Linked DNA regions of Zea mays: region 1 is linked to region 2. Evidence: chromatin contacts called from public Hi-C data. All regions are on one chromosome and are shown on one strand. The core of a region is the stretch at or near the end of the contact, and the rest is flanking DNA. Distances in the headings are between cores, read along the strand shown.

What was found. A called contact is a pair of places that touch in the nucleus more often than the background predicts.
Region 1: a contact with region 2 is called in a Hi-C map of leaf, with 3 times the contacts expected there. The contact joins the promoter of LOC100194136 here to the promoter of LOC100382585 in region 2. A contact is called at or near these places in 2 of 25 Hi-C or Micro-C datasets (endosperm and leaf).

The regions. Positions count from the first base shown.
Region 1 is chr8:172,890,202-172,896,445 of Zm-B73-REFERENCE-NAM-5.0, forward strand. It overlaps LOC100194136 (NPL4 family), which reads left to right and starts at 2,093. Exons shown (of 2, transcript NM_001139188.2): 1 at 2,093-3,351. The coding sequence starts at 2,353.
Region 2 is chr8:172,711,456-172,718,160 of Zm-B73-REFERENCE-NAM-5.0, forward strand. LOC100382585 reads left to right here and starts at 1,443. Exons shown (of 2, transcript NM_001175315.1): 1 at 1,443-2,087; 2 at 6,227-6,610. The coding sequence starts at 1,611. The coding sequence ends at 6,487.

The DNA.
Region 1 (6,244 bases), core at 843-3,342, 180 kb after region 2:
CCACAACGACGCCTCCAAACAATTGTTGTAACAGCTCTTCATGATCAGGAGGACCTTTTTTCAGTTTTTTCCAGTGAGAGTTGCCCTGCACACACGTACAATAATGGTTAATCCAATGTCATTACAATAACTGTATAAAATGAAGTAATTGTACAAAATTAAATAAGTGATACCTTAGTAACACGATTCCAATAGTCCTCAGGTGCATCCACAGTTTTAAATGCAGAATTCCATCCTAATCCAGTATTTGCATTTAATTGCAACCAAAAACCATATAAACCTTTCAGTAAGTCCAATTTATTCTTCAATTGAAGCCTTGAATGGTGCAACCCTGTTGCTATCTTGTACTTTTCAGCTATGTTGTTGTAACCACGGATAGTCATGATGCCGTTCGGCCTATTACCAGCATTGATTTCTTGGATACAGATTTCACAAAATACTCTAGTGTTCTCAAAAGTCCAAGCTGCTTTGTCATAAACTTCATTCTACTCAAAATTTAAAACATGTATGCAAGTAAAGTTTAGAAATTTAAAACATGTACAGCATGTTGTTCCTCAAAGTTTAGAACAATAGGAAAAAAGGAAAGGAATTTACATTGTTTCCAATTAGTGGTTCAGCATGCTGTTCCTCTTCGATGGGTTGCGAATCGTTATCATGAATTATATTAGATCGTGGAGGCTTGTATGCGCTCCCACGTCCGCGGCCACGAACAGAACGAGCAGACCCTTGCGAACCTTGTGCTGGCCGCTTTCCACGTCCGGAAATAACATCTACAAAATAATATCTTGTCAATATTGGAACAAACAAGTGGGGTTAACAGGAACAGGTAAACGTAACACATGACACAACTTGTGAACATCTACAGCACACCTGTGACACGATCCATAGCTTCGTCCTGTGTGGCGACACCACGCCCAGCCCTCGCCATTCCGAGGTTCGCGGTGGTGAGGCCGCGCCCAGCGCTCACCATGCCAACGCTAGCGGTGGCGAGTCCTCGCCCAGCCCTGCGCTCGTCCTCGACAACGTCGATCGACGACCTCGGGTAGTTCTGGCCGCGGCCCCTGCCAACGCTTGCGACGTCGTGTCCCCCTCGCCGCACGCCAGTGGTAGTGCCGAGCCCTCCCGTGCCTGCGAGCTCGCCATCCGTAGCCGGCGTCGGTGTCGGGGAAGTTGCCGCACTTTCTTCGTCTTCCAGGAACGCATTGAAATCCAAGCCTCGCCGCAAGGTGCTCCTATACTTTAAGGCCGCCGCCAAATTTTCCTCGGCGTCGAGGTTGTCCATGGAGGAGCCGGTACGCTGGACAATGCGGAGGGCGGCAGGATGTAGAACTGCAACTTGGGCCGGTCTGTATTCAATTGAATCTATATGCAGCCACACGTTCAGGTTTGAAGAACACTCAACAAGCCCCGTCGTCACCTACCAGCAAGGCACAAAAGCCATGAATGATGATTTCTAGATAATAAGAAACTCCGAACGACAACCAGTCAGCGCGTCAGATGCTCTCCTGCGTTGGGGCTGGGGAATTATCACCTGCGTTGGGGCTAGGGAGCGAACACCTGGGATGGCGCTGGGGAGCGGCGGCGGTGTGCGTGCACTCCCAGGAGGATGGCAGATTAACGCAGGAGCGGCGGCGGTGTGCGTGCACTCCCAGGCGGCGGTGTGCGTGCACTCCCAGGAGCGGCGGCGGCGTCGGATGGTCTCCTGGAGGCGGCGGGAGTTTTCCAGGAGGCGGCGATGTGGACTCCCAGGCAGGCGGCGTCGGATACTTGTGCGAGGCGGTAGGGTAGGATGGACTTTGAGATACCGACGGGTGAAAAAGAGGATGGCAGATTAACGTAATTTCAATTCACATAACCATGGGTAGTGGGTCTTTTACCAAAAATAATCTGAAATAAGCTACTCTTGAAGAGATTATGAGATTATAATAATCTGGGCTTTAGATTATATAATCTGGACCTATAATCTAGATGTTTGTTTACCCACCAGATTATTTGCGCTGGATTATATAATCTGGCCAGATTATAATCTGAAACAAACAGGGCCTATGTTATACTGTAGATTAGTTCGATGTTTGGAGTTTGAAACAGAAGATGACGTCGAGAGTTTATCGGAGACATTCTATTTCACTTTCCAAACACCGCTGTCCCTTCCCCTCCCAGCGCTACCCACCATCTCCGCTCTTCCCTCTCCGGCTCATCCCCGCCGGGCTTCCGCCTTCCTGCACACCTCGCCCCGTTTCTTCCTCGAACAGATTCTCTGCCCCACCCCGATTCTACCTATAAATCACAACTGCACACCCCCGAATCCCGGCAAAACCCAACGGCCGAAGCTAAGCTCGAGCCGCCGCCGCGATGATCCTCCGTATCCGCAGCCGCGACGGCACGGACCGCATCACGGTCCCAGACTCGGCCTCAGTCACCGTCGCCGACCTGCAGCGCCTCATCGAGTCGCACCTCACCGTGCCCGTCCCGCTCCAGCGCCTCTCCCTCGACCCGGCCCTCCTGCTCCCTAACCCCTCCGCCGTTGTCCCACTCCTCACCGACTCGGCGGCGCCGCTTGCCTCGCTCCGCCTCGCCAACGGCGCCTTCGTCTACCTCGCATACCCGCCCGACGCGCGCTCGGCCCGCCCGCCGCCGCCCAAGGCACTTTCCGCCGCTGGCTCTTTCGGCAAAAAGATGACCATGGATGACCTTATCGCGCGCCAGATCCGCGTCACACGCCAGGAGAACGCGCTCTGCGCCGCCGCCTCTTTTGACCGCGATGCCGCCAACGCGTTCCAGCTCTACGTCGCCGAGTTCCTCGGCTTCGGCGTCAAGCGGGCGGGTTTCCTCTACGGCCGCGTCGACGCAGAGACCAAGGATGTCTTCGTCGACTTTATCTATGAGCCGCCGCAGCAGGGCTCCGAGGACGTGGTCCACCTCTTGAGGGACCCCGACGAGGAGGCCCGCGTCGATACCATCGCCGAGGGGCTCGGGATGCGCCGGGTCGGCCTCGTGTTCACGCAGGCCGTTGGGAGAAAGGCCAGCGAGACTGGTGAGTACACCATGTCCAACCGGGAGGTCGTGCAGGCGGCCCAGCTGCAGGCTGAGGGCGGGATCCCGGAGTGGGTCACCGCCATAGTCAAACTGGAGGTGGGGGATGACGGCACCGGGGATGTGCACTTCGAGGCCTTCCAGATGAGTGAGATTTGTGTCAAGCTCTTCAAGGATGGGGTACTGGAAACTGAGGTTCAGGATGCTGATGATCCCCGTCTGTCAAAGATGCGGAAAGAGGTGGTGGCTGGGGGGAAGGATACTATGGAGGTGGATAATGACTTCTTCCTCGTGCCCGTCAAGATCTCTGATCACCAGGTATTTTCCTTTACTCACTTCTCTTGTACTTTGGAATTTATAGTTCATATGAAATTATGAATAGAGGATTACATCTAAGTTTACCAATCGATGGCAAAATTGGTTTTTTCCATTAATAGGAAGGGTTGCCGCTGGTTAATGAGCTACTTTTTTCTCGTCAAATTTCCCAGTACCCTTTTTATTTACAGCCAGCTGGGGGTGGGTGAGGTGATACAAGGCACCTAATCTGGGCTTAAAGCTTTAATCTTTTAGGTTCAAGGATATATGAATTTGTACTAGGGTGCAGTAAATCACAAGTTTGTCACACTTTTTTCCTTAGAGAAGAGTAGTAAATTGACACACTATATATTTGACCATGAAACTGTAGGATTGTCCCCTTTGGACACACATACTTTTGACTTGAACCATAGGATTTTTTCCCTTTGAACAAAGGGTTGGACCTAAGGAAAAATTTGAGAGGGAGTACACCTCATGGTATGCAAAAATTTAGGTAGCTTAAGCATGGTGAAAATTTGTTCATTACATTAGCTTCAAAATGAAGGGCAGGACTGATGCAGTTGTGAGAGCTATCTCACTGAGTCACCAAGTCGCGTGTTCGAAACAGTCTCTCTGCATTTATGGGAGGATGGTAGATGGTTTGCCTTGGTTTATACTTTCCCTGGGTTTGCCCCCTTTTACATTAGCTTCAATTTTTTGAGTGAGTTTGTTTCCTGTACCTTCATGAGCTTCTGTCTAGGTCTGCCCCTGCTACGGTAACTTGACATGTTTACCTTGTTGGATGAAGAATGCTTCCTTGTGTGTGATATTTGAAGTGACAAAATCTAGTACACAGTAGTTAAACAGATTTCTTTATTGTGGTTATGTTGTGCATGAGTCTTATAATGTCATCTAGACATATGGGATTTGGATTTATGAACTTTCGTGGCATTTTTTACTGAAGATGTGCTTACAGTCTATATATAATCCACAAATAGAGTTGATTTACAGTTTCATTAATAGTGTACCCACTTTTTAACCAAAAGAAAGAGCTCTGTCATTTAATATGAGCATATATGCTTGGCCCTAGGGCCTCAATGAGTGTAAAAACTAAAAACCCTTCTGCAAGGAACATAGTACGGGGAGTGGTCTGCATAAAAGCTATCTGAGATATAATTTTGTGATCTATATGCCTCAAGAATGTATAGTTCGTTGATGTTTTGGTGCTTTTATTGAAAAAACGGCAGTGTTTTGAGGGGGTGGTAGAGCCGTACATGACCTTATCAGTTAATTACTTAATTATCACAAGGTGTCATGAACTTCTTCAATACTGATGTACCATACTTCCATTGAGATTAATGGGGTTGCCAGGACCTAGAATATTTAAAAAAACTTGTAGAAAAGAAGGAAAATTGGTGATATTTATTCACTATACCTTTTGCGCGTGCCCTCACACACAAATATTCTCTGATTCCACCTTTAAAAGAATTATCGGAATCTTCATCTTAAGGGATCTCATATTGAAGGCTCTAAAGTTACTTTCCGTCAAATAATTGTTCTATACCTATTCTAAGAACCTTCATCTTAAGGGGTCCATTGCTCTACAATCCCAACTTTCTATCCTGTGCATGATTCTATCACTTTAGGTGCGAGAAATGGAAAAATGTAACATCTCGTCCACTCCCGGACCGGCGGTACTTACTTATGGCAGCCCTCTAAGACCATATATCATCCCCACAGACCAACACAAGTCTTTTGTGCGCACTTTGTCCTTACTCATGCAAACCTGATAAAACTTCTCGGTCGGTCACCCATCCCAAGATTGCTCTGGGCCAAGCACGCTTAACCTCGAGGTTCTTTCGAGACAGGTATGAGTACTCTATTAATTCTATTAAGCCTTGGGCCAGGATACCACCATCTATCGGGGCCAGGATATCACAATACACCCCCCTTAGAAGATCGACGTCCTCGTCGGTCAACCCCAAGCCAGGAACCTCCCCTCTTGGCCACGTATGTGTGTCCAGTGTCGTCATATGCCATGCCATGTGACCACTCTGGGCCACATGCGCCATGTGCCATATGCCCGAACCCCTAGCCCACACACGCTCGTGAAACCGCGAGGGTCGGCTTTGATACCATTTGTAGCACCCCGTCCACTCCCGTAACGGCGGTACTTACTCCTGACAGTTCTCTAGGACCATATATCATCCCCATAGACCAACATGAGTCTTTTGTGCTCATTTTGTCCTCACTCATGCGCACCCGAGAACTTCTCGGTCGGTCACCCATCCCAAGATTGATTTGGGCCAAGCACACTTAACCTCGAGGTTCTATCGAGACAGACTTCCGAAAAAGAAGATGCATCTTGTTGATATAAGTACTCTATTAATTCTATTAAGCCTTAGGCCAATACCACCATCCACCGGGGCTAGGATATCACAAAAAAGGCCATCCATAGGTTGCAATAGGGCATAAGACCGATATTTGATTGCTCCTCTGTAGTTTTTCATTTTCTGAGATCATTTCTAGAATAATTTGTGTATTTGTGTATACGCTATTTGTCACCCTAGGTGATGATCACCCACAATGGAATGGCTTAACATAAATCATGAATGGCTTAACAATCAATGAAGATTTGTTAAGGCATCCTAGGGTGGGTGATCATCACCTAAGGTGACAAATAGCGCTGCCCTATCTATCTACACACATGCAGCATAGCATATTCTAAAAGCCCTTCATTATATACCGTGATAAACTGTTAACTTCGAGTTAGTAAAATCATCTAAACTTGTAAGCACGAATGATTGGATATAATTTTTGTACTTCTCAATAAACCTAAAGCCTTCAACTGTTACACTGATGCTGCATTTAAACTGGCAACATTATTTGCAAATTACTGTATATTCTGAGCGAGCAG
Region 2 (6,705 bases), core at 193-2,692:
TGGAAAACACGGCGGGGCGCCGCCAAATCATGGAGCCGGCGCTATCGTTCGACGCCATGCCGCCACCATGTGAGAGCGTGTACGTCCGCGGCGGCGGACCACCGTTATTAACCGGACACTCAAGGTATAATTGGTAGTAATTGCTACACTGTATCGCAATCAAAAAAATCGGTACACTGTATTAGGGCGGCGACACGCAGGTTCTGTGCATATCTTGCTCACAGATAACGGGCATAACTTAGTCCTTAGCCGTTTGCGTGTCGCGCGGCGCGTAGTAGCCCGTGTGTGGGTGTGGCCGTGCCAAATGGTGGCATGGGCTGGTACGTACGCCGCGCAACTGCACGTCTCCTTCGATCGGCCAGTCAATTCAGGCGGGGTGGGGAGGGACGGCCGGACCATGACGTGCGCGCGCGCGGCAAGTCCAGGTGACCTGCCGAGTGCCGACTCCTTCCGGGGAGGTTGATGTGCGCATAAAGCCTGCGCTTGACGGTGGCAGGCGTGACCGTCCGGTCCAGAATCCAGTCTCCTTCCCTGCTTGCCGAGCCCTCGAGATCGGCTGACTGAGTTGTACCTGTACGTGCGTGCGTGTGGCCAATTGACCTTCAGCGGGGTGCGTCAGGGGGCAGTGATGTGGACTTCGCAGTCTTCGCTTGTGTAGTATAGTCGTAGTTTTATTCCTGTATATTTGCTTGCATGCAGGGGGTGGGGTGGGTGGTGGCTGGCGGTGAGCCGGTGAGAGGCGTGGCCGCGTGTGGCGTGTGCCAGCGAATGAAGATCTTTTGCAACCGTGAATTAGACCGATGCTAACTAACGCCGTAACAATGTTAGCATCAAATATCATATATATATATATATATATATATATATTAAAATATAGATTTGGTCTAATTGTTCGGATACCCGTTTTCATCTCTATTCTAACTAGCATCAAATATCCGATGTGATTGAGATTAAAGTTGAGTAGTACACAGAACCAAACAACAGACAGGCAGACATGATAACTTGGACCTCAACTGGCTTCCTCCACATTCGTCGCGACCTCAATTGGCTTCCTATTACATTTACATCACATTGGATTTTTGTATCTGGTGCACTAGTTTTTGCATCATATAATTAACCCTTGTATTTACACCAACAACACACGTACATTCAAATATCGAATAGTGTCAACAATGAGAGTATGGATTCCCCTACAGTCAGCCGAGGCGTACCAAACGGCGAACCGGAAGCAGCTCCAGTTGTCCGCACACGCCGTGTCTGTCGCGCCAACGTCCGTCAGCAAGGACCAGAGTGGGTGCAGTGAGTCGGCATATTGGTGTTGGGTCTGAGCCTGCGTGCTCCCGTGCGTAAGTGGCTGTCTTAAGTACTAGCGTAGCCGAAAGAGACGGTATGCATTTTGTAAGGAAAACTTAGTATCCTGGAATAGAACTCCTCTGGTTCTCCTATTCTTCTCCTCCTCCTTCCAGGTTGCTAACAGAGTGGTATCAAAGACACCTTTCCTTGGCCGTCCGCCATGGCTTCTCCACCCATCGATTCAGCCCTCACGCTCGCCCTCGAACACCAAACCCGCTCCCTGTTGTCCGAGTTGGACAAACGGTTGTCCGCCATGGATGTCAAGTGGGAATCCCGTGTCGGAGAGCTTGAATCTCAGGTCTCTGCATCCAGCCGCCGCCTGGATTCCGTCACCACCGACCTCCGTGCGGATGTGGAGATCCAGTTCTCCTCAGCCGCCGATCACCTCCACCAGATCGAAGCTGACGTCAAAACTCGCGTCGCCGCCCTCCAATCGACTATGCACGTCTTCGAGCTGTGGCGCCCTCGCGTGGAGGCATCGGTCGAGTCCCTCCACTCCTCCGTCGATTCGATCCGCGCCGAGGTCTCCAAGATGGGGATCCGCTGGTCCACCGACGCCCGTGTGGATGGATCTGGACAACCCGGTCTCCTCGGTGCGCACGGGTCTGGATCCGGAAGGGTCCCTGCTCCTGAAGAACCTCCAGATCGCCCACGTTTTGGGTCCTGCTTCGAGAATTACTACCGGGATAGTGGGCACGTGCACCCCGGTGCCGACGCTCACTACCCGGTCACGGGTATGTGGAGCTCCCCTCACTCGCCCTCATTTTCATTCAACGCTCATTGTGGCCATAGTCAGGGTGATTGGGGTCAGCGTGGCCCACTTAGCCGTCACTGTGGGGGGTTACCTAAATTAAATTTCCCTACGTTTGATGGTACCTACCCTAAGCTCTGGCAAAAGCGTTGCGAAGATTACTTTGAGATGTATGCTACTGAGACTTTTGTCTGGGTTAAGGTCTCCACCATGCACTTTGTGGGTGCTGCGGCTCGATGGTTACAGTCCATTGAACCGCGTCTTCCGTCCATGTCATGGCGCCAATTTTGTCAAGCTATCCATGATAGGTTCGGCAGGGAGCAACACGAACTTGTTATTCGCAAACTCTTCCACATTAAGCAGACCTCCACAGTCCAAGACTATGTTGATCGTTTTTCAGAGTTAGTTGATTTGTTAGTCACATATGAACACACAACAGACCCGTTATACTATACCATGAAATTCATTGATGGGTTGAGGGATGACATCAAATCTGTGATTCTTGTACAACGTCCTGGCGATCTCGATACTGCCTGCTCCTTGGCTTTATTGCAGGAAGCTGGGGACTCGTCTCGGCGTCCGGATCCTGTTCATGGCGATTCATCTTATGCTGGCCGTTCGTCGTGGAAGTCGGCTGTTCCACAGTCTGCTCGCTGGGATCCATCGCGCGGTTTGGCTCCAGAATCCTCCAAAACTCCAACTCAGCCAGCGCCAACAATTGATTCCAAAGTGGCTTCTCTTCGTTCATATCGGCGTGCCAGTGGATTATGCCAGTATTGTGCTGAAAAGTGGAACAAGGGCCATAAATGTTCTCCAACTGTTCAACTACATGCAGTCCAAGAGATGTGGGAACTCTTTGATCATGACCAGTCAGATACTGATCCTGATTTCCAAGATTCATCAGACCAGTTCGCAGTAATGTTGTCCCAGGCAGCCATTTCAACCCCAGCCAAGGCCCAAGCATTCAGACTTCAAGGCTGTTTGCAAGGCGTGGAATTGTTGATGCTTCTTGACTCTGGCAGTTCACATTGTTTTCTGAACACCAACAGCGTTGCGGCAATCACTGGCCTTACTCTTGTGTCGACTCCGCTAATGGTCACCGTAGCCAATGGTGAGGTCCTTACATGCACTTCAGAGCTGGTGGAAGCAGACTGGACTTTACAGGGTGTCCCGTTTCGCACAACATTCAAGTTACTGTCCTTACCTCACTATGACGCAATCCTTGGTATGGATTGGCTACAGCAGTTCAGCCCAATGTTGATAGATTGGAAGAACAAATGGCTGTCTATACCATTTCAAGATCAGCTTATTGTCCTGCGTGATTGTCAGTCATTGGTTCCTGCTGGTTCGTTGTTGGAAATCCGTTCCGTGTCCTCGACATCGACACCACAACATTTATTTTCAGCCACGACTTCTGCTGTTCCTGAGCCGGTTCGTTCCTTGCTGCAACAGTTTGATGCCTTGTTTCAACCTCCTACAACGTTGCCACCGAGCCGTGCATGTGATCACTCCATTCCATTAGTGGATGGTGCTCGCCCAGTTAATATACGACCTTATCGGTTGTCCCCTGCACTGAAGGACGAAGTGGAATCCCAAGTGGCTGAAATGCTTCAAAATGGCATAATTCAAAACAGTTCCAGTGCCTTTTCCTCGCCTGTCCTCATGGTCAAGAAAAAGGACAATTCATGGAGGTTCTGTGTCGATTATAGGCACTTGAATGCCCTCACAGTTAAATCTAAGTACCCAGTTCCCATCATCGATGAATTATTGGATGAACTAGCTGGCGCCTGTTGGTTCTCTATATTGGATTTGCGAGCTGGATTCCATCAAATATTGCTCAAGCCTGGGGAAGAGTACAAAACAGCATTTCAAACCCACACAGGACACTATGAATTCCGGGTCATGGCATTCGGTCTCACTGGGGCGCCTGGCACATTTCAAAAAGCCATGAATCATACTTTGGCTCCTCTTCTTCGTAAATGCACTATTGTGTTCTTTGATGATATTTTAGTCTACAGCCGCTCCCTTCAAGACCACTTCACTCACCTACAACAAGTATTCGAGCTGCTGTCGTCTGATCACTGGAAGATTAAAATGTCTAAGTGCAGTTTCGCTCAGCCCCAAGTAACTTACTTAGGCCACATTATCAGCTCAGCCGGTGTCGCTACCGACCCAGCAAAGATCCAAGCTATTGTGGCATGGCCTGTTCCCAAGTGTGTGAAGGAATTGCGGAGCTTCCTAGGACTCTCTGGATATTACAGAAAATTCATACGGCATTACGGCGTGATCTGCCAACCCCTGACAGCACTGTTAAAAAAGGGCGCTCTGTACGTTTGGACAGCTGATCATGATACTGCATTCTGCACTCTCAAACAAGCGATGTCATCGGCTCCGGTGTTGGCTCTACCAGATTTTAATGTCATATTTCAGATTGAAACTGATGCCAGCGCCAATGGTGTAGGGGCTGTTCTTTCACAGCAAGGTCACCCTCTGGCATTCCTGAGTAAGGCCCTTGGAGTTAAATCTCGTGGTCTCTCGACTTATGAAAAAGAGTATCTAGCTGTCCAACAATGGCGTGCTTACCTTCAACACCAGAAATTCGTGATTATAACTGACCACAAAAGTCTATCACAATTAAATGAGCAACGTCTCCATACTCCTTGGCAGCACAAAGTGTTCACCAAATTATTGGGCCTTCAATATAGAGTGCAGTATCGTCCAGGGACAGAAAACCGGGCAGCTGACGCCCTCTCGCGCTATGGTCCTGCTGAAATCAATGCGGTTTCTGTTGTTATCCCTCAATGGCTGACTGATATCCAACAGACTTACGATTCGGACAGCAAGACTAAAGAGTTAGTGGCTAAACTAGCTATCGATCCAGCAGCTGTTGCCCACTTCTCACTGAAGGATGGTCTGATCCGTTACAAGAACCGTCTTTGGATAGGCGAGGATCCCCACCTCCAGGCTAAGATTGTTTCAGCACTGCATTCCTCTCCGATCGGTGGTCACTCTGGTGTGCCGGTTACCTACAGCCGTGTCAAAAGCATATTTGCGTGGAAGAATATGAAGTCGTTCGTCCGTTCATTTGTGCAGCAATGTCAGATTTGCCTGCAAGCCAAACCTGACAGGGCAGCTTATCCTGGTAAGCTCCAACCATTACCTGTTCCACCCTCTGCCTGGCACACCATCTCCATGGATTTCGTGGAAGGGTTACCTCGTTCTGGCTCGTGGGACTGCATCCTTGTTGTTGTTGACAAGTTCTCCAAATTTGGCCATTTTGTTCCATTATCTCATCCATATACAGCACACTCTGTTGCGCAGCTGTTCCTATCTCACATATACAGGCTCCATGGTTTTCCAGCGGCCATTGTATCTGACAGAGACCCCATCTTCACCAGCGCCTTTTGGCGTCAGCTGTTCCAACTGGCTGGTACGGAATTACGCCTCAGTTCCTCCTATCACCCCCAGTCAGATGGTCAGACAGAGCGTCTGAACCAATGCTTGGAAACGTTCCTGCGATGCTTTGTCAGCGCGTGTCCTAAAAAGTGGTCCTCTTGGCTGCCAGCAGCTGAATATTGGTATAACACAAGTCTGCATTCAGCTTTGGGTTGTTCTCCGTTTGAAGTGCTTTATGGCCGCAAGCCACGTTCCTTGGGTCTTTCTTTTGATGCTGCTGCCCCAGTTGCCCTGTCAGCCTGGTTACAAGAAAGATCTGTGATGCAAAATCTCATCCACCAGCACCTTATTCGCGCCCAAACTCGGATGAAAAAACAGGCAGATAAACACCGCTCTGAACGCTCCTTCTCAGTTGGCGATTGGGTTTACATGAAGCTCCAACCCTACGTCCAGTCTTCAGTGCTTCCACGTGCCCACCAAAAACTCAGTTACAAGTTCTTTGGCCCTTATCGAGTGGCCAACAGGGTCGGTTCAGTGGCCTACCGATTGGAACTCCCAAATTCCAGCAGGATTCATCCCGTCGTTCATGTCTCCCAACTGAAGCTGGCAAAAGGTTTCTCGGGCTCTGCTACTTCTTCCTTACCGGATGAACTGCCAGAGTTCAGCATACCACTCCGTATTTTGCAGACTCGTGGCTTTGCTAAAGGTAAACGCTTTGTGAAACAGGTTCTGGTGCAGTGGTCCAACCTTCCTACTGAGTTAGCCACATGGGAAGACCAAGACAACCTGAGGCAATGTTATCCTTTTGCTCCTGCTTGGGGGCAAGCAGGATTCCAAGGGGGGGAAAATGTCAACAATGAGAGTATGGATTCCCCTACAGTCAGCCGAGGCGTACCAAACGGCGAACCGGAAGCAGCTCCAGTTGTCCGCACACGCCGTGTCTGTCGCGCCAACGTCCGTCAGCAAGGACCAGAGTGGGTGCAGTGAGTCGGCATATTGGTGTTGGGTCTGAGCCTGCGTGCTCCCGTGCGTAAGTGGCTGTCTTAAGTACTAGCGTAGCCGAAAGAGACGGTATGCATTTTGTAAGGAAAACTTAGTATCCTGGAATAGAACTCCTCTGGTTCTCCTATTCTTCTCCTCCTCCTTCCAGGTTGCTAACAAATAGCGTGTGGACCGCAACGTATAACGGAATTTCACATGAAGAT